Regions from separate parts of the Mus musculus genome. Here all the other regions are linked to region 2. The links are chromatin contacts, called in public Hi-C, HiChIP or PLAC-seq and promoter capture Hi-C maps. All regions are on one chromosome and are shown on one strand. Each heading gives the region's core, a stretch centred on a gene start, on an enhancer-like site or on the middle of the called end of the contact. The rest is flanking DNA. Distances are from core to core; before and after follow the strand shown.

The links. Promoter capture Hi-C pulls out the DNA fragments that hold promoters and counts their contacts. Hi-C and Micro-C count contacts between places; a contact is called where the count stands out from the background. HiChIP or PLAC-seq counts read pairs in DNA pulled down with a chosen protein or histone mark.
Region 1: a promoter capture Hi-C map of erythroid cells shows a contact between it and region 2, with 32 times the contacts expected there. The contact joins the promoter of Ddx3x here to the promoter of Cask in region 2. A contact is called at or near these places in 1 of 39 promoter capture datasets (erythroid cells) and 1 of 115 datasets of contacts at active chromatin or transcription factors (memory CD8 T cells).
Region 3: an H3K27ac HiChIP or PLAC-seq map of stem cell-derived neural progenitor cells shows a contact between it and region 2, with 10 times the contacts expected there. The contact joins the enhancer-like site here to the promoter of Cask in region 2. A contact is called at or near these places in 2 of 39 promoter capture datasets (the 3T3-L1 cell line and hippocampal neurons), 1 of 15 datasets of contacts at CTCF or cohesin (pro-B cells) and 6 of 115 datasets of contacts at active chromatin or transcription factors (embryonic forebrain, embryonic stem cells, microglia and 2 more).
Region 4: a Hi-C map of cerebellum shows a contact between it and region 2, with 2.0 times the contacts expected there. The contact joins the enhancer-like site here to the promoter of Cask in region 2. A contact is called at or near these places in 1 of 39 promoter capture datasets (hippocampal neurons), 1 of 484 Hi-C or Micro-C datasets (cerebellum) and 4 of 115 datasets of contacts at active chromatin or transcription factors (astrocytes, embryonic forebrain, forebrain and 1 more).

The regions. Positions count from the first base shown.
Region 1 is chrX:13,279,274-13,284,492 of GRCm38.p6, reverse strand. It overlaps Ddx3x (DEAD box helicase 3, X-linked), which reads right to left and starts at 3,471. Exons shown (of 17, transcript NM_010028.3): 1 at 3,336-3,471; 2 at 258-315. The coding sequence starts at 3,380.
Region 2 is chrX:13,844,162-13,849,323 of GRCm38.p6, reverse strand. Cask (calcium/calmodulin-dependent serine protein kinase (MAGUK family)) reads left to right here and starts at 2,768. Exons shown (of 27, transcript NM_001284503.1): 1 at 2,768-3,316. The coding sequence starts at 3,258.
Region 3 is chrX:14,627,347-14,632,303 of GRCm38.p6, reverse strand. No RefSeq gene overlaps it. Among named protein-coding and RNA genes, the nearest start is that of n-TPtgg3, 73 kb to the left of the region's middle. Within about 2 kb of position 3,578, at least 47 of the 459 cell types and tissues checked have an H3K27ac peak or open chromatin away from gene starts, as enhancers often do. A contact at or near this core is called in microglia, neural progenitor cells, pro-B cells and 1 more, where this site is marked.
Region 4 is chrX:14,606,424-14,611,517 of GRCm38.p6, reverse strand. No RefSeq gene overlaps it. Among named protein-coding and RNA genes, the nearest start is that of n-TPtgg3, 94 kb to the left of the region's middle. Within about 2 kb of position 1,542, at least 2 of the 459 cell types and tissues checked have an H3K27ac peak or open chromatin away from gene starts, as enhancers often do. A contact at or near this core is called in cerebellum, where this site is marked.

The DNA.
Region 1 (5,219 bases), core at 2,222-4,721, 570 kb after region 2:
TGTGTGTCAATCACAGGACACCTCTGTACAGATGCATACAACATCCTGAACCAACTATTCTTTTTTAGCAGTGATAGGGATGGTACGGCTTTGAATATGCCATTCAAGGACATGATCACGGACCTATATATGCCCAGCACTTCTAACTTCTAGCCAGTGAAAGTGCATTCTACCAGTATTCGTTAAAAAATTCTTAACATTCAAGGAAAAGCTATCTAGTTCTGATTGTCGATACATCCATAAAATGCTTTACTTACTGCTTGCTGTACTTCCTCCACTCTGATTATCTGAAGAGTTCAGGTCTAGGCCAGCAAACTATAAGGAAATCAAACTGTTTTTAGTTTCAACGTTGAATGAAATCAAAGAAAAATACTCCTGTTTCCTGGCCCCACGTTCAAATAGTTGCCTCTTGGAGCCCACACAGTTATTAATAAAATTTAGAATGTGACCAAGAACACACTAAAGTATAGAGTCTAACACAAAATAGTGCCACTATAAATACCACAGAAAGCAAGTTACAAAATCAGAAACTGGATCCAAATTCAATTCCATCTTTCACAATATTTGTTCTGTAAACATTTTCCATAGTAAAGCTCCTTATTTGAGAAACTAAAACTTTGTTTTGATGAATCTTAGAATTTTAGCCAGGCATGGTGTGTGTGTATGTGTGTGTGTGAGAGAGATCCACTGCTTTCTTCTGGCAAAGCATTAGATGGTACAGACAGGCAGACACATACTTTAAATAAAAACTTCTAAGAGGTTTGAAGTCAGGGCAGCCAAACAAATGGTTTTAAAACACTAACTAGGTGCTCAGGCTTAGTTCAGTTAGTAGAGTGCTAGCCCATAGTGAAGGATCAAGCCCTGATTTTTGATCCCCAGTATAGTACAAAGTGTAACGATTCATGGCTGTAGTCCCAGGATTGGAGAAATGGAGGCAGGTGGATCAGATTCTCAGCAATATAGGTAGCCTGCACTAAATCAGACCCTGTCTGAAAATAAAAGCCACACGTTATGAGTGTAGGATTCATTTTAACCATTTTTAAAAATTTTCTAAACAGCACCAACTTTATACTTGGTATTATTTAGTTCCTTTACTCTCAAATACAGCACAAATGTATTAAATTGGGATAATACTGCCTAAGACAATTTTATCAATACACTCACCACTTAGCACTACAGAATAAAACTGGAATAATTCCTGTTCTCCCACATTTACTGTAAACTCACAGAACTAGTCATGAATATCCTTTGATGTTCTTACTAAAGGGCATTTTACTGGCTTTAGCCTCCAAAGTCTGCCCATCTCCTTATACTGGTTAACAAGATTTTACAAAAATGCTACACACTGCTCGAGGGTGTGTGTGTGTGTTGTGGGAGGGGGGGTCCCTCACTATGTAGCCTTGGCTAGCTAGCCTCAAACTCACTAAAGACCAGGCTGATTAAATTCAGGTCGCTGTGGTCATCACGCTTGGTGGCAGATGCCTTTACCCACTGAGACATATTGTCGATATATAACTACTATCTATTTAGGAGTATAAACCACAATTGAAAAACAGGAAGAAAAAAAAAAAAACAGGAAAGTTGGAACTGTTACGTTTTAAGGAAATGTTACTCGATAAATCTGTGCCGATACTTGCAAACTACTAGTATCGCTAAGCTCCCTGAAAACAGAAAGCAGATGTAACCTCTTTGTCATTAGAAAAAATGTTGCCATGCCTTGATACTGTAACTACCGTTTAAAGCCGCGTTTATTAAAATCTGAGTTTTGGTTTTTTTTTACGAGTTTTTTAAATGTGCTCTGGTTTGCCTGCAGTGTGAGGGTGTCTGATCTCCTGGAACTGGAGTTACACAGGCATGACCTGCCACGTGGGTGCTGGGAATTGAACCCAGTCCTCTTAACGGATGAGCCATCTCTCTAGTCTACGTAGGTTTTTTTTTTTAATCATTTGACATTAATCGAAGCAACAAAGTTGCCAAATGCACTGTTGGTACTCATTACAAACTTGAACCACTCCGAATTCCTAAGCTTTCGAAGTTAAATCCACTACCAACTTATGAAAGGCTCTTGGAAATATAATTTCCAATATAGTTCAACAATAGTATCATTTTAGTATAAGTATCATTTAGAATGGAAAATGTTACCAGTGTCCCTTAAGTTACAATGTGTCACAACATGGAAGATTTACTGTAGCAGGTCATAGGTCAGGCAGAAGGCACCAGACCCTCATCTCCTTGGCCTCTAAATCTAGAAATGGAGTCTCGATTAAGTAATCAGAAACCAGGCCTGACCAATCTCCCAATTTTACTTCGATGGCAGCAACAAGTTATCTGTTGCCATATTCTGGGCATTTTGCCTCTAGAGGATCCCAGAGTGGGCCATCACTCGCAAGGCGCGTGGTCCTCCCTTGCGCCCAGGTAAAGGGCGGGCGTGCCCGGCTCGGGCCGCGCGGTCGTTTCCTGGAGCCTAAGGCTGAGCAAGGGCCGCGCCGGGTGGCTCGCGTCACCGCCAAGCCCGGCGCAAGTGCGCACGCAGCGGCCCTGGCCTCCCTCCCCCTCCTCCCCCCGCCCAATCCGCCCTGAAATTTCTGCGTCACAAAACTTTCCACTCGGGAACCGCGGCCTCCCCTGCCGCGACGCACCGGGCCGGCGGGGCCGAAGCAACCCAGCTGGCTTGCAGGCGAACCCGCTGGCGGGCAGACCCGGGGGGATGGGGATGGGGGTGGGGGGGCGACCGCGCAGCACCGCCGGCCTGCGCCACACAAAGGAGGCCGCCGCCATTAGCCCGCGCAGAGGCCAGCCCCCCTCCCGCGGCGCCCCCTCCCACATTCCAGCGCCGCGGGGCCACTCGGCCAGCCCGCGCGCCGCCGCCAGCTCCCTAATTTCCAAACCACAGCCACTGGGGCCATGGAAGCCCAAAGCCCCGGAAATCCGGGGCCAAAACCATCCACCCGGGCCCCGCCACGCCACGCGGGGCAATCTCCCCCCCCCGACCGCCCCGATCCCCACCTGCGGGTCACTAATCAACCAGGGGACGCGCGTGCGCCCGAATGCGCGCGCCCCCTCCCCCTCCGCTCGCCTGCGCACAGACACAAAAGCCGCCATTGTGCTCGGGCCAGGGACAATACCGCGCACCGAGCCGAGCCGGAGGAATCACCGGCTCTAGCACTCCCCCCGCAAGCATCCAGTCCCTCCAGAGCCCCTAGCCACTGGCCACCCGCCGGCCCGAGCCGTCCAGGGAGACGGGAAGGCAAAAAGCAGAACTTAAAGAGCTGCGCCACAAGGCAGGCTAGGGCAGGGGGCAAAGTGATGCAGCGACCCCCGCGGCTCAGGCTCACCTGCTGGTCCAGCCCGAGCGCATTTTCCACTGCCACATGACTCATCCCTGAAGAGTACCGAGAAATCGGAGTCTTCCGCTGCTGAGCAAAGGCTGCCTCTACCGCAAAGGCCCTCTCACGGGAGAACTGCGGCTTTGAAGCGCACCGCGCGGCCACCGACCTTATATACCGACTCGGAGGACTGCTACGTCAGCACGTAAGACGTGTGCCCTCCTCTCCCGGGCGGCCGGCCACTGCCGTTAGGAGCTCTGCCTGCTTACGGTGCGTTGCTCGGCTGAGTCCCGTGAGATTTCCTAATCAGTCCAGTTACCCGCGTCCTCGTCGGCTCATAAAGAAGCCTTGGGTATATGTGGTTCTGGTTCTCCTGGGTTTGCTATCCCCTGGTCTCCACCGGTCCCCTAATCTTACTGTTTTCTCGAGATCTCGCGAGAAATGATTGCTGACCGTCCTCTAGCCTTAAGGCCCTAAGCTTTAAACTAGGTTGATTGGCTGCTCCTCCCCTGTGTACCCAGTTTTCGTCCTTCTTTCTAGCACTCGTCCCTTCCTCTCCGTCCCCGGGCGTGGAGATGATGCAGTGGGCTTTGTCTGGCCTAACTAATGAGCCCTGGCTCTGCGTGGAGGGCAGTGGGATCACGTGACCGTGGGTGTCCAGCAAGGTGGCCATCTTGTGAAGAAGGGAAACTCGCTTGACTAGTGCTGGGAATGGGAGGGAGGGACGGGAAAACTGCGGGAGGGCGGGGAGGAGAAAGGGGGAAGGGAACTAGAAATGAGAAGCAGAAAGGTGGAAGGCTGCATGGTGACCCGAGTCCATCTGAGCAGGGACTGTAGGGGATGTGCGGGTTGCTGTAGGCTTCAGATCGCCGTTGCCTATAGATAGCATCACTCCCACAGCCCCACTCTGAAGGAACAATAAAACTATCTCACGCGAATCTAGAGCCGGCAATCCAGGACCCTCCCGGGACCCGGAGCCTCTCTCGTTTGTGAAAGAGTCACTTATTGTAGGCCCCTGTGTCCTTCCGCGTGGCATTCCTGGCACCAGCCTGTGGCTGTTGGCACAGTAAGGGACCCCAGGGAGGCGAGAATGTGTGACTGGACACAACCTGTGTCTCCCTGACCGAGATAACTTGCCTCAGGCCTCTCTCTCCACTAGACAGAATATGGAGGAAAAAGGGGTCTGTCATCAAACGGGCCGATTCTGGTGGACCCCGCTTCTAGGCGGACCACCCCCCAAGACTCAGCTTCAAAAACACATACCCTTAAACAACAAAACCAAAAGAATATATTGAGCCCTCAGCTTTTAGGCAATGGCAGCACACAAGTTACCTAAAAGATACTCCTTTCTGACCCTCAGTTTCACAAATAAAACACAGGACTCAGCACCCCCCCCACCTCAACCCCAAACCCAACCCCCCCACCAGGGGCCTTCTGCTGCCAGAATTCAAACAATTACTTCTCATCACATAGTTTACTGTACAAACTCTTCTACTTTTCCAGTTTGTAAAATTGAAACTGAACTTTTAAAGAGATACGGAAACAATAAAACAATCCCTAGGCAAGTTGCTTTTCGGCTTTTGTTCTCAATTTTCCTCCTCTATAAAAGAGACCACTAGACTTCAAACCCCTGTTGTTTTTACTATTCATTTTGTGTAACAATTGAATGTTGCTTTTCAGTTAATGATGGCAGCTACATTTGAAGCCAACCTAGATGATGATGTGGTTTTGTGTCTACATGGGTATCCAGTGGACCAATTCTCTCATATATGGAATTGATCTAGCACGCCTGGCTCTGTTGACCACATACCAGTAGTCCTCAGCAGTATTAGCACCCTCAGATGCACATATTTCCATAGTGCCCCTTTGAAAACCATTAGACCCAAGGATTCC
Region 2 (5,162 bases), core at 1,519-4,018:
AGTAAAAAGACCTCACCTGTCCCCACCACCTTCCTGTTGAACAGTTGATGTTTGAAAAAGTGGCACCCATCTTGTGATGATGAAGAACAAGATCAGGGAAAGAGACAGACTATCAAGGACGGTAGAGTGGAAAGAACAAACTAGGTCACTGATGAAACTGTGGAGTTAGTGGATCCAATGTCAGTAACCACACATCTCCAGACTCCTTGTTAAATGAGAAAGTCACTACCCCCATTTGTTTAAATGACAGTTAGGACTTGGTTAACAAAACCAAATGTAGTTTTAACTCATGCAACTAGTTACTTTACCATTTCCTTTAACTAAAACAGAATTAAATTATTGATAGCTAACCATTTGTATTTAGAATAAAATATTGGCTTTTTGGAAGAAAATTAGGAAATAAATAACTTCATCGAAAAGGTTTGGTTATTTTCATCCTGGAAGCAGAGAGTAATTTCCACTTGCCATTAGTCCATGATACAAACTCTAGGAGCTGTGGGTTGCTGAGAGCCTTTGTGTAACTGATAGATCACCCTAGGAGCTAGGAGATATAAGTCCTAGCTGGAGGGAACTTTTTAAAAACTTGGTGGTGATTAGAAGATCTTGAATCATTTAAGCAAGGACTGACTAGGAAGTGTCAAGAGCTGATAAGATTAGGCCAACCTCTGTGTGTGTGTGGGGGGGGGGTTGTGTATTGGTTAGTTTAATGAATCCACCTCTCCAACAAAGATTAAGCATAATCCCACAGCAAACCTAGAACAACTGCTATCAGATAGTGGAGGTGTGGCGTAGCTCTTGGTATGGCAATCCACCTATAAACCCCCCACTGCTGGAGATAAGGAAATTGGACCACTTAGCCACTAAGACTCTTCAGCTCGAAACCAGCGCTCCATGTACAGAGACCATGCTTAGCCTTGCCCTTATTTTTTTTTCCACCTGCGTTTCCTTTTCTGCTTAATAATCATCCGTTTGTACTTTTGAGAGAAATTCTCCACGAAAGATAAACTCCAAAATGAAGTAGACAAACCTTAGCATAGCTCATGTTTTGGCAGGAGAAAGAAAGTTAGGCTGGCAAGGTGACGTGGGGTTCAGAGGAGAGTGGATGATTCCGAATTCATTGGGTGACAGGTAGACATGATAGGTTGGGGTAAGCGACTTGGAACTGTTGGGCCCCCAAAGAAGACAAAGTGTTTTGGGCTCTGAAGCCCATTCTTTAGAGAAAACACAAAATCTTTGGGAAAGGAGGAAAACCTATTTGTGCAATTATATTTCCCCTGATTTGCAAGAAAGAAATGAAAAGGAAAGAAGGTTTAGCTCCCAAATATTTAGCAAGCAAATCAGCCAGGCTCTCGAGGGAGTGATTAAGGGTTTGTACAGATCGTTTTGTTTTTTGTTTTGTTTTGTTTTGTTTAAAGGAAATGGGCTTTATCTTCACCCTGCCCCCTGCACTTTGGTAAATACTAGTTTAAAAAATACCGCGCTGAGAATTTTAACAGATGATTTCTGGAGAGCTGACTTATGAACTAATTGGACACTTCTGCTATGAGGAGGAACAAAGACTTCTTTTTTTATTGGTCTTCAACTAAGGCATATACCTGTCTGGTGGCGTTGGCTCATTCTGCACATGCTCAGTTGAACAGAAATCTTCATATTGCATACAACCTAGCACAGCGGCAACACCCACAGCCTTACTCCGCGGCTGACCCTGTGCGTCCATTCCTTCTAGTGACATTTTTTTATGCTAAGAACTCCAACACTTATAGGGAGTGAACAAAGCAGATGCTGGTGCTGAGGAACAATATTCAATGGATTTAAAGTCTCTTTACGACACTCTTTTCCTGGTCCGTCTCTAGGTTTTGTCTAGCAGCAATAGAAACTGCATAGATATTGGTTAGTTTGGAGCGGGTGGCAGGCGAAGCTGTTTCGCTAGTTCACTGTTCTTGTTGTACACCTTCCTCTGCAGTTTTTGTTCCGTCCTTTCCTTGGACAATTCTCCCCCTCCCCCAGCCCTCATCTTCATTAAGGAATGGCAAGGTGGCACTAAAAGCATCCACCGCCGCCAAACACGGTCTTGAGTGACAATCTTTCTCCACCTCCTTTCAGGCTTTTTCATTCATTAGAACCTTTTCTCTGCGTTTCCCCCCTCCCCCAGCAAAAACCTGGGGAACGGCTTTCTGAGATTACGAAAGAAGAGGGAAAGCTGCCAGAGTGCTGAGCACGCCGTCTAAGAACGTGCAGACTGCTATGGACCTTTTGTCCCTCGCCCCTCTTCTCCACTTGGTCGCAGCTTGGGAGTAGAGGCGACGACCTCCACCAGCCCCACCTCAGCAGCTGCAACCCGCAACCCGGGCAGCTCCGCTAGCCGACCCCCAGCGCCCTCTAGATTCCCCGCGCCCGCCGGTTCTTCGTGACGTTGCGGGCGCTGCGCGCAGGCGCCACTGGGAGCGCTTTTTTTTTTTCCCCCTCCCTTCCTCCGCCTCCTTCCGCGGTCCACGCCTCCCAACGGGCTGGAGGGGCGGGGCCTGCGGGTCTCGCTGCCGTGCGGGCCGAAAGGGAGGAGGGTTAGTCCGCGCCAGGCGGGTGCTCGGGCTCGGGAGCCTGGCGGCTGCTGAGGCTGAGGGGAGGAGCTGAAGGCAGCGGTCGCGGCTCCCGCCCGCACTGAACGCTCATCCCGCGAAGCCCCCTCCCACACTCGGGAGGGCGGCGGCGGCGGGAGGAGGAGGAGAAGGAGGAGGGAGCGTCTCTGCCGCCGCCTCCTGGTCCCCAGCGCGGATCAGCCGCCACCACCTCCCTTCGCGACGATCCTCCCTCCATGGTGCTGCCGCGGCCCCCCCTGTAGCCCGAGCTGCCCCGCGCCGCGCCGGAGCCGGTCTCGGGCAGAGGGAGCGGTCGCGGCCTCGCGGCCCGCGCGGGCTGACGAGCGGAGAGTGCGGCGCTTCGCGGTCCCCGAGGGTCCGCACGCCCCGGCAGCGCGGTCGCCAGCCACCGCGCGAGGAGCAGCGGGCGGGCGGGCGGCGCCGGGCCCGGGCCGCCCTCGCTCCCACGCCCCGGCCCCGCCGCCCGCGCCGGGGCGGCAGCCGGCAGAGGAAAGGCGCTGCAGTCTCCGGGCCTCACGGCCCCAGTCGAGCTTCCTCAGCACCGAGGGCTTGCGGGTCCTGAGTGGAGGACACGAGCCCGGAGCCGGGCACTGAGCTCTTGGGCGCCCCCAACCCAGTTTTCAGAACCCTCCACGCTGCGGCCGCTGTCCCCTTCGGACCATGGCCGACGACGACGTGCTGTTCGAGGATGTGTACGAGCTATGCGAGGTGATCGGCAAGTGAGTCTCCACGCGAGGGAGCGGGAGTGTGGAAAAATGCTTTTCAGCGATGCCCGGGGCCTCCCGCACCCGTTCCGGGCCTGCCCCCTGCCCTCTCTCCCTCCCCTCTGCCTCCCTCGTTCTCTTCACCCTGGAGAATTTTTAGACGTGTACCTGGGTTTCCTGCCAGGAATGGGTCTGGGGGCTTCTTAGTAATGCGTGGAGGCCACCGAGCCCCGGTCGGCCACCCCATAAGGCGTGGGGCGGGCTCCCTGCATTTTATCTGACGGTTACACAGGGACGTGGCAGGACCGATTTTGTAGTTGCTTCCTGGGAACAGTTGGGGTTTTTGTTACCTTTCCTGTACCATAGACCTTTCACGAAAAGAGCAGCCTGCATTTCATGAGCTTGTGTGGAGAGAGCGAGAGAGCGCGTCCGGGGTTTTTAATTGTGGGGTGTGTGTCTATTGTGCCAGGATATTAGACAGATGCCTTTGTGTTCACCCCATGCCCGGATTTAAGAGGGTCATTGAAGACGGATGCGTCCAGTTTCAGCAAATTCTTCACCTGCCATAGACAAACATAGAAAGAGTTGGGGGCACCCAAATTTTTAATGCCTCGTTATGCAATGACTGTACAATCAGTGCTCGAGGCTCCCTTCCACTGTTGTTGGGATGGTGGTTAGCGTGGTAGAGCCGTCTGCTTTGAGTCACCGGGCTGGTCTAGAATATAGAACTGACAGTCCAAATGCTCATCCTTTCATCTGTGTTGTATAATTACACTAGGGAAAAGCAGGGAATCAGATTAATCACAGTCCTGATTGAGAATTAAATCTGCAGTTCCTCATCTAATTGTCCAGTCCTGAAATCTGTTTTGAATTGTTTCCTTTTCATTCTTGTCAAACAGTATTCCAAGTGCACAATCCTGCTAATTTGCTTGTGAGGGAAATGCTGGCAATCTGAAGTTGATTTCCTAGTTCAGCGTGTATTCTCTGGCTTTGGAAGTTGAGATCAGATTTAAGAGCGATTTTTGCTTATTTAATAGGGCTCGTTAGATGGCTAGTATTAGAATATTTTACTTCGTTTTGGAAGCGGTGCTTTATTGTCTATTTTAAGGTCCGCAGTTGGGAAATGAAACCAAGACAGCATTTGGCTCTAGCTCTTTTAAGTTGTCTGCACTATACTCAGTTTCAATTTTTTGAGTACGGGTAACTGATTTTTTTTCCTCCATGTTGAGATATTACAATACGGCTCACATGGTGAAATTGTGGGTAGAGCTTGCTACACTCTTTTCTTAGACCCAAATGCTCCTTGCCCCATTGTTCAGTGACCAGCCTATCTGTTAAGAGGAGGATGTCCAAATGTGTCTGGTACAGTCTTTGTGGATGTGCTCAGAGCAGCGCTGTTCAAAAGCTATTTAATGAGAGCCACGTGTAATTTGTCATTTTCTAGTAGGCACTTTAGAAAGATTTCAAACAAAAAGGTGCAATTTTCGTAAAATATTTATGTAATACATTATATATAATTAGTGATTTCAGCATGAAAAAATTTTGCCATACTGTATATCTTTTCCTACTAAACCATTGAAATGCAATGTATATTTTACACTAACAGAACATCTCAATTTTGACGCTAAGCTAATTTTTTACCAGAAGTATTTGATCTGTATTTAGGTTTCATAAAATTTGCATGTGCAAAAAAAAAAATAGATTCACATATTCAAGTTGTTCCAAACGTACATAAAAGTTTTCCACTAACTGAATTTACTATTTCTAAATTTTAATCAAGTAAGCAGAATGCAAAATGCCTCAGTTCAATTAGTCATATTTCAAGTGCTTAATATCCACAGCCTACTGCCACAATTTTAGA
Region 3 (4,957 bases), core at 2,329-4,828, 780 kb before region 2:
TCCACCTCAACAGGCAGACTTCACTGGAGTGGCTTAGCACAAGGTTACACAGAAAGTAAGAATCATTACAGGAAACCAAATTCCTATTGTGTAACAAGGAGTCTACTCATTTTGTGATAATGCAATGCTTATCAACTCATAATAATATTCCACCTTAAATGTCCTTAGTTTCCTTAGTAAATAATGTCACTTATTCTAAAGTTAATGACCATATTATTTTATTTTTCTTCTGACTATAATACATTTTTTCAGCAATTTCTTTAACTTTACATCTCCATCACAGCCCACCTCCCTTCTCTCCTCCCAGTCCCACCGTTACAAAACTTCCCCCATCCTGTCATTCCTTCCCCTTTTCCTCAGATAAAGGGAAGACCCCCTAGGGTACTGCCACACCTTAGGACATCTAGTCCCAGCAGGCCTAGAAACATCCTCTCTTGCTGAAGCCTCAACCAGGGAGTCCAGGTAGGGTAAGAGGTTCCAGTGTCAGGCAAGAGTCATAGACAGCCCCTGCTCCACATGTTAGAGGAACCACAGGAAGACCAATATGCATATTTGCTACAAATTAGTGGGCCACCTAGGTCTAGGCCCTGCATTTTCTTCAGTTGATCATTCAGTCTATGTGAGCCCCCATGGGCCCAGGAAATTTGACTCGGTAAATCTTCTTGTGATGACCTTGATTTCTCCAGCTCCACCAATTCTATCCTCTTTCACAAGACCCTTCAAGCTGCTGCCTAATGTTCGGCTGTGGGTCTCTGCATCTGTTTTTATCTATTATTGAATGAAGCCTTTCAGGAGAACATTATGCTAAGTTCCTGTCTGCACGAATAGCCAAGTGTTATTAATAGTGTCAGGGGTTGGCTCTCTCACATGGTATGGATCTCAAGTTTGTGTAGTCATTGAATAACCATATTCTTGATGACTATACTTTGAAGACAAATGAGGAGAACCTTGATTCCAGCTGCATAATTTGTTATATGTGGATCTCCCACAGATGTAAACTACAGATTTCTTAATCATCCTGCCAAAATAGACTCCAAATCTTGGAAAATCCAGAAAGTCACAAAAAATGAGGCCAAGTACAGTACAATATATATTAAACAAGCATGTAGTAGAAATAGGAGACTTGTCACAAGATGAGCACAGTAGGTAGACAAGTGTGGAGACAGGAGTTGTATAGAGGACAGGTTACAGCAAGATTCTATTAAGAAGACCCAGTGGTTTCTTTTTTCTTATTATTCACTTTTATTTGTTCATTTCACTCATTTCATCCCTCTTCCCCTTTTATATTTAAACTTCACTTGAGTATCAAAATTGTAAAAGCAAGAAGTGATTGACTCAGTGTCTAAGAATATGGCAGCATTTTAAATCAGAAGTTCAGAGTTCTACTTTAGCCACATGAGCTGTGTGCTTTATATGCCACAGATAGAAGGAAAGTCACTTGATGGTTACAAATAGGCATTTTTGTATTTGTGCACTGCATTATCCAGTGAAATAAGTACAATGTTCCTAGTTGTCTTTCGTTTAGCTTATTCTTCTCTTAACTATTAAAAAGATTTATCTATTATGTTTATGTATATGGCTACTTTAGCCTGCATGAATGCCTATGCATCTCTGTCATGTGCTGTCCACAGAAGCCAGAAGAGGGCATCAGTTCCAATGGAACATGAGTTATGGATGACTGTGAGCACTATGTAGGTCCTGGGAACTGAACCTGGGTCCTTTGGAAAGCAGCTAGTGTTCTAACACCTGAGCCATCTTTCTATTCCCTCAATACTCACTCTTGCCATGGATGCTCAACCTTTGCCACTAACAAAATACCTAAGAGAACTTAAAGGAGAGATTTATGTTGTTTCATGGTTTTAGAGGTTTCAGTCCATTGATCCCTTTGCCCATGAAGAAAGACTGAAAACTATGGAGAAAGTGAATTGTTTTGCAAAGCTATTCACATAATGGCAATGGGGGAGTGTAAAGCAGGGAGGGAGAATATGCATGACTGCTAGAGTCCTAATGTCACCTTTAGACCAACTCTAATGATTTACTTCTTACTTATCCCATCTCCTAATATTTCCAGAACTTCACAATAGTGCCACCAGCTAGAGAACAAGCTTTTACTACATAAGCCTTTGAAGAATGTTGGAGATTCAAACTCTGATATGACTAGACATAATTGGTGATCATTGGTAGAGAAATCTCTATTTGTCTTTTTTCAAATGTCTAGTAGAGTTTGGTCTTGAATTAAATTGCTTTCTTTTTCCTGGCATAACTGGTTAGTTTACCAGTCATCTCTTATCCTCAGGTGGACTTGCATCTAGTTAGTACTCAGTGGCCAAATAGAGATCTTCATGATAGTGCCTGACTTGTGTTCCATTTCTATTATGTCTCTTTTTATTTCTTCTTTGTTTCTATGTTGTGATTGCAATAACTGTGTCTAGGTAATGGCACCATGTAAAATTTAAAAGAAAAATTGAATTTAACACCAAACTGTATTAGACACTTGAAAATCTGATCAAGTGATGAGATTGGCATACGAGCCTAAGTGAACCAGTATCTTGGTGAGCAACTTTTATGATGGTATGGAACGTTTCTCTTCAATAATTTCAATTGGATGGCTTCTTGGGACTTTCTAAAATTCAATACTGAGGTGTGTGTGTGTGTGTGTGTGTGTTAACTTAAGATACGATATTATATAAATCATATTCATTATAAGGAAAGAAAGAAGGAGGGAGAGATGGAGGGAAGAAGATGAATGCAGCCTTAAAAATGCTTGTGCTCTGGACCTGATTTACAGTGTGGATAAAAATTTCTTCTCAGAACAGAATGCCCTTAGTATCTTAAATAGTAAAGGTACAATGTGGAAGAGTGCTCAGAGATCATTCTGTTACATGGTTTTGTGTAAATTTCAATGAAGATTGAACTACATGGACATTTTATTTAGGATTTCTATCAGTTTTGTTAATAATCTGGTTAGAAATTTCCACGGGTTTTGAGTGGTTTCACTTAATTATATATTGTTCAGGATCCAGTTCTCCATAGTGCGTAATTTGGGGAGGGGCATGAAAGGATTTTCAGCAATACACTTTTGATACTTTAGCAGGAGTTTGTATATAGAGCTGTATATGAACTGTAACTTGGGTCTGCTGTAGTTACATTGTTTCTACCTCCTTGAGCCCCCTGTAGATGAGATGGCTGTGCTGTGGGAACAGTCCACAATCCTTCTATTTGTTTTTTTTTTTTTTTTTTTTTTTTTTTTTTTACAATCCTTCTATTTGTTGTCTTTACATAAAGCCTTCCAACTGCTGCTGCTGCTGCCTTCCTTGCTAGCTTTCTGATTCCAAAAGACCTAAAGAGAAAGGAGCATGCCAAAGAGGATTTCATGTTCACTAAGCCTCTAGACACTTGAAGTTAGCTTTTATTCTCAGAGCATTTACAGAGATTTCCCCTGAGGCATTAATCTGAACTTTCTGTGAACCGGACCAAAGTAGCTCCTCCCCTGGCTGCTTCCCTTTCAGTATTTGTGTACTTCCTGAGTCCAGGACGCTCCTTCTAGGTCCCTGATGAGTCACATTCTTTTGCTGTTTAGTAGTGTTTCTCTAGGATAAAGATGTGCATAGCTCCAGGCTGGCTTTCTCTTCTGTATGCAGTCTTGTCTAATCCCTGGGAAGCACTCTGACCTCTGGGCACCAGCCAACTCCAGGGATGGATGGCCACCGCAGTGCGGGTATATTTTACTTTATCATCAAAGCAATTTCCTGTTCCTCACAGAGCCTCTCGACTTCTGAGCAAACCCAATCCAGGTCCTCCCTGCTCCCCCTAATTGAGGACCTACTTCCCCGCGTCTCAGAATCGTTTGTTCTCCTCAGACTGAAGTTAAAGAGAGAACAACCCTAGTCCTCCTACCACAGAAGGCATTTGTGGGGAAGACAGCCAACAGCTGTCAAAGACATTTCTTCACAAATCCCCCTGCAAGTCCCCATTGCTGTCTACATCCGCTGTGAAAGGGAAGAGCTTAAAAGCTGAATAAACAATTCGCATAGTTTCACTCTGAAATGCTCACATGGTTGTGTCTTTGCAGGAAAGGATTTATTGTTTTCATGCTTCAATGAGATCTGGCCTTAGAAGAGTCCTATTTTCAAACAGGTCACACACACATACACACACACATACACACATCAAAAATGTTTGTTTCCTCCTATGATAGGCAGTCATTTTTTTTAATCTTGCAGAAGTAGTTTTTCATTTCAAGTAATACATATATAAAATAATGCAATATGTGTGTGTGTGTGTGTGTGTGTATGTGTCTGTGAAGGCACATTCTACCACCTGGCTTATATTTATTATTTTTTTTCAAAATTGTCTTTTAGTTTCCAGGATTTTAATCACTTTATTTAAATTTTAATCCCATCTTATCAAACTACTCTCACATACAAAGAAACTGTAGGACATCTTATGAAAACAACCTCTATAATCAGGTAGCAACTTCTCTTTGCTTCTCTATATTAGGTTACATTTATATTCTTTATTAAATATTTTCATATGTAAAAGTCTTTAAATTACTCTTTTAAAATTAGTTGCTGCTGAATTTCAGATTTTATTTTCAGCCACTAATGTTGATATTTCATATTACTTCTAATTACCTGTTGAGCCTCTTAAAATTTTTTTATGTCAACACTTAGATTTCTGCAAATGATTATTTCACTTTGTTCATTCAATTCTTAAAATTGGACTCTGCTTCCTTGTCTTGTACTCATTAGAACCTTCTTTAATGCCATCTTAAAAGCAAAGAGTAAAAATAAGAAGCATTATTTAATTACTAAACCTCAAAGAAACATTCACACCTTTGGTATGAGACTTTAGGTTTCTAAGGCTACAGTCAGTATTTTTCTTCAGTATCCTTCGCTGGGGGTAGTATTCAATGTTCAGAGGTTCTAATCAATAGTGAAACTTCAGCTGAATCACA
Region 4 (5,094 bases), core at 293-2,792, 760 kb before region 2:
TACGGGAAAGAAAAGCCCCTGAGCTGGAGAAGTTTTGAGTAGAGGGGTGAGAAGTCCTGGGAGGTACTGAGTGAGCCTAGAGACCAGCTCATGCTTTGGTTGCTAAGGCACAACAGTTAGCCATCTGCCCCGAGTTTCTTTGGGACCTGACACTTCCTACCTGGCCTACAGGGTCATAGAAATGTACAATCATAGTAGGCATTGCTACCATAACTCTTCCTACAATGGTCCTGTTTAAACAATATGCTATCACTGTGTAGTCGGACGATGTGCTTTCTCTTCTTCAGATTCAAGAAAAAAAGGAGATGCCTCAAATCCTGAACTCTTAATGACTGAACTGTTAAATATTTTTCAACCATTTATGGAGTTTTTCTTTGTGTGTCTGAACCCAGATCTAATTGTGGAACTAATTCTATTTTCTTTAAGACTCTGATAGTGTATGTTCCACCAGTCTTACTTTGTTTTGTGGGAGCTTTATTTTTCTTCACCCAGATCTTCATTAGAATTGTTTGTGGTGGATGTTGAGCAAAGTTTCTCTGGGGAATACTAACCAGGCAGCACTTTGAATAACAACAGCAGTCGCTAACATTTATTGAGCACTTTTGCTCCATCTAGCCATTTTTTTAAAAATTTAATCACTAAAACAACCTCCATTTAACCTAAGACAAATTTGCCAGAACACACTCTTTGCTAAGGACACATAGTCTCATATACAAAATTTAAAAGCATTTGTAAAGTTCTAAGCTATGTGTAATTCAAACAAATAGAGCATTTCCTCTTATAATACATTCCTAAATTTATTGATCTTCCTAATCTGCAATTAACTTTTTAAATGCTAGTATTTTACTTTACTATCATGCTGAAATGATATATAGTCTCAACGTTAACTCTGAAAGCAATCTTTCATTTGAAGAACATTTCATGCCAGTCTCATTCAATTTATAAGCATTCAGCAATCAGAGATCCCTTAGGGGTCTTTACTTGTAGAGGTTGTATGCTCTAGGTACTTGAGTGGATATTTTATTTCTTTCTGTCATTTTTTAACTATATAGAAGAAAGGCCTTTTATTTAAAAAAAATGGGATCATATATCCTTTCAGACAGACACCGACATAAATGCTCACAATTGTAGAGGAGTATTTTACGTAAGCATTAAATTCATTAATAGAGGTTTAAAGAAAGCAATGTATCTGAACACAATTGTTATCTGTTGCATTGTCTGGAAAGCAGACTCTGGGATGGCATGTGGAATGTTTTTTCAGAGAATGGCATTTGGAGCAATACTTGCTACCATCTAAAGAATTAGCAGTGAGGGAGATGCTATGCATAGGCAAAGTCACAGCTTTATATGACCAAGATCTCTGAGAGGCTCTAGAGCCTTTGAAGTCATCTCAAGCTGATCCAGAAGAGTGGAATATTTACAGCTCTTCATCAATCACTAATTACAAGTGGGCCCGCTGAGAAGGGAGGTACCTTGCTAAGGACACTCTACAGCCTGAGGCAATCTCTGAAGTGGTTGACACTAAGGGCTAAAGTCTAATAGCACTGTTGGTGACTGTAGCAAGCAATTTTCATTTAAGAAGGATCTGGGTAGATGAGTCTCTCAGTATCCTTGATGGCAATTTGCTGTGAAAAATCAATTATGTCTGAGGTGGCCAAACTACCTCCTTGTATTTCCAATTACTTTAAGTCTTGCTGTAAATTTTCAGTACTTTTAAAGTTCTAATAAAATGAAAATGTGAAGGGAATCCCTGCTTGCTAAGGGACTTGGCTACTAATTACCAAATAGAGGAGCATTTGGGAAGGAAAGAAAATTGACTCTCACTGGCTATTGTGCAGCCAGCAGCCTGCAAGGCTTTTCACATCTTTAGTTTATGTAATTTTATTTCACCATCCTAACACTCTTTGTGTTTACAGGCAAGCAGACACAAAGACACACAAATTACACAAGTTGATAAATAGACTATATAGAGGACTGTTTCACCATGAAACTGTTACCTCACTATGATGTTTCTTTCTGACAAAGTGACTGTGTTATCAAAGACTTATCCTTCCTGGTTTTCAGAGCATTTTGACAAATAGTGGCAGAGACTATGTGCAGGGAGCCTGGGCCAAGGCAGATGGTCTGGATAATGCCCAGAATCACCCTAGGAGAGAACAAAGGCTTCCATGTTGTCCATGGGCAAACACGTTAGATATAATCTTTGTCAGAAACCAATAAATGAAAGAAAATCTATTAAAATACCTCTTCCCAAGGCTCTTCAATGATTCAAGCCTGCTGATGGATCTTGTGTGTTTTCAAGGAAACCAAATCACAAGAGCCCACCAGCTAACCAATAAGATCATTTGCTACATGCTTAGGCAACAGAGGATACACAAAGAAATTGAAAGAGTACATGCTATTATTAAGATAATATTGGCTTACTGTCTCAGTTTGAATAAAATCCAAATCCTTTGTCACTGTGTTTGTCAGACTTTTGATGCTATGACAAAAACATGAAAGAAACAATGAAAAGAAAGACAGATTTATTTGTTATCACAGTTTCGATGGTTAAACTCCATATTGGCTGACTGGCTGTATTGTTTCTGGGCCTGTGGTAATGCAAAACATTACAGCCGAATCTTAAGCGCGTTCGCGACCGGCCAGGAAAGACGCAACAAACCAGAATCTTCTGCGGCAAAGCTTTATTGCTTACTCAGGAGCAAGAGAGGAAGGCAGAGAGAGGCAGAGAGAAAGAGAGAGAGAGACGCAGAGAGACGCAGAGAGAGAGGCAGAGAGAGGGGCAGAGAGGGAGAGAAGCAGAGAGCAGAGGAAGAGAGCAGAGGAAAAGACGAAGAGGCGAAGAGAGGAAGAAGGGGGAGTGCCAGAACCCCGTCCCTTTTAAGGAGAATTATCCTCCGCCTAGGACGTGTCACTCCCTGATTGGCTGCAGCCCATCGGCCCAGTTGTCATCACGAGAAAGGCAGAGCACATGGCGGGAAAACTGCCCCTGCACATGTGCAGATTATTTACTACTTAGAACACAGCTGTCAGCACCATCTTGTAACGGCGAATGTGAGGGCGGCTCCCCACAGCCGAAGAAAATGGTTGAGCAGAGCTGTTTAGCTCATGGCAACAAGGAAGCAGAAAGGAGCAACAGGAAGACACATTGTTCAAAATGATGCCTCCAGTCACCTACTTCCTCCAATTAGGTTCCAACTTCCACAGTTGCACAACTTACCAATAGTGTGTTCCAATTAATCAACTGATAAATCCACCCATAAAGCCTGAGCCCTTGCTATCTAATCATTTCTGCTACTGTCCTCACAGACACACCCAAAGGTAAGCTTTCTTAATGTTGATATGAATTGGAAATCTATATTAACCATCATAAATTATAATTATAATTATTGCCTTAATCTTTACCCCATTTCTTTGATCTAGCTAAATCTGTTTTCTTGTAGTGCAGTGAGTTTTCTACTCATCCAATAATCTTTCCCCAAGTCACTATGTAACTAATTCTCTCTTCATCCAAGTTTCAGTTCAAAACTTTCTATTTCCTACTAGCCATTTTTGTAGCTGAAGACATCTTCTTGTATGCTTTATTTTCTTCACAACACTAATTTTATGCAGTTATGTTCTTACCCTCGTTTCACCATTTTTCTCATCTTAAAGAAACAAGCTAGATAAAAGTAGAAACTTTCCCACAATATTTATGAGTGCTTCACATAAACTACACATTGACTAAACATTTATTACATAAAAAGAACGGATAAGAGGCCTCAGTTCCATCCCTACTTGTATGTGAGAAATTGGAATGAACATCACATCACATTGAATTGAAGCTTGTTTATCTAGAATAGTTTGCAAGAGTTGGCAAACTACTGTCAAATTTATATCAAATTTACCTAGTCACCAATTTTTGTAAATAAAATATTATTATATGACAATCACTCTCAATCAGTTACATATTATCTGTGACTATTTTCATGCTACAATCCACTGTAGCTCTGCCAGAGCTAAATAATGCCACAAATACTATATAGTTCACAAAACTTAAAATCTTTTGATATAGTCCTTTAAGAAAAAAGGTTATTGATCTTTGGGGATAAAGGTGACAATCATAATATCTTCCCTAAACCCTTTCAGCAGTTTTCAGTGAAATGATGCATGCCAATGATTTTAGTAGAGTGCAAAATTCTACTCATGCAAAGGATTAGCCTATTACCTAGGAAGATGACTGTTAGGAAAACTTTGCAAACCATGAGTTTGCAAAAACGCAAAATAAAGACTCCAAATTTCATTGCTCAGACTATTCCATGTCCACATCAAAGTTTGAAATAATTTCCCTAGGTATAAGCCAGTCTTCCCTACTTGGATATCAGCCCAACTTTGGAGTAACAACTGTTTCACCTAGCAGATATGCTTGAAATTAAAGTTATACTGCATTTATCAGCTATGTGCTTTTGGAACCTCACCAACTTTAGGTTCTCCACCTGCAAAATGGAACAGTAACACCAAAATGAATATGCTATAGGATTGCTGTGAGGATCAAGCTAACTAATGTTATTACTACAATTCTAGACACAATCTGGAATCACCTGGGAAGAGAGTCTTCATGAGGGATAGATAGTACTACCATCAGCTTGGCCTGTGGGCAAAACTGTGAGAGACTTTCTTAATTTTGATAACTGAGATGCAAAGGCCTACCCTGATGTGGATAGCAGCATTTCACAGGCATGGCCCTAGAGGAAAGGAGACTGGGAGGTGAATATTAGCATATATACATCAACCCACTGTCCTCTGCTATTAGCTGGGGATGTGATGGGACCAGATGCTTTAAGACCCTATTTCCTTAACTTCTCTTCTATGTTGAACTGCAACCTGGAATTGTGAACTAAAACAAGCCCTTTCTCACCTAAGTTGCTTTTTGTTGGGGTATTTTGTCTCCATAACAGAAAATAAAACATAAAGTAGAAAGTCTATGGAAAGGGGCAATAGCTGAATCATTCTCAATATCATTAATTGGCTTCTCTCTCACCATTGTCACTAACATCATCATTGTATTCATCACCATGGTTCTGCATCTGGAACTAATTATATATGTAAGAAAGT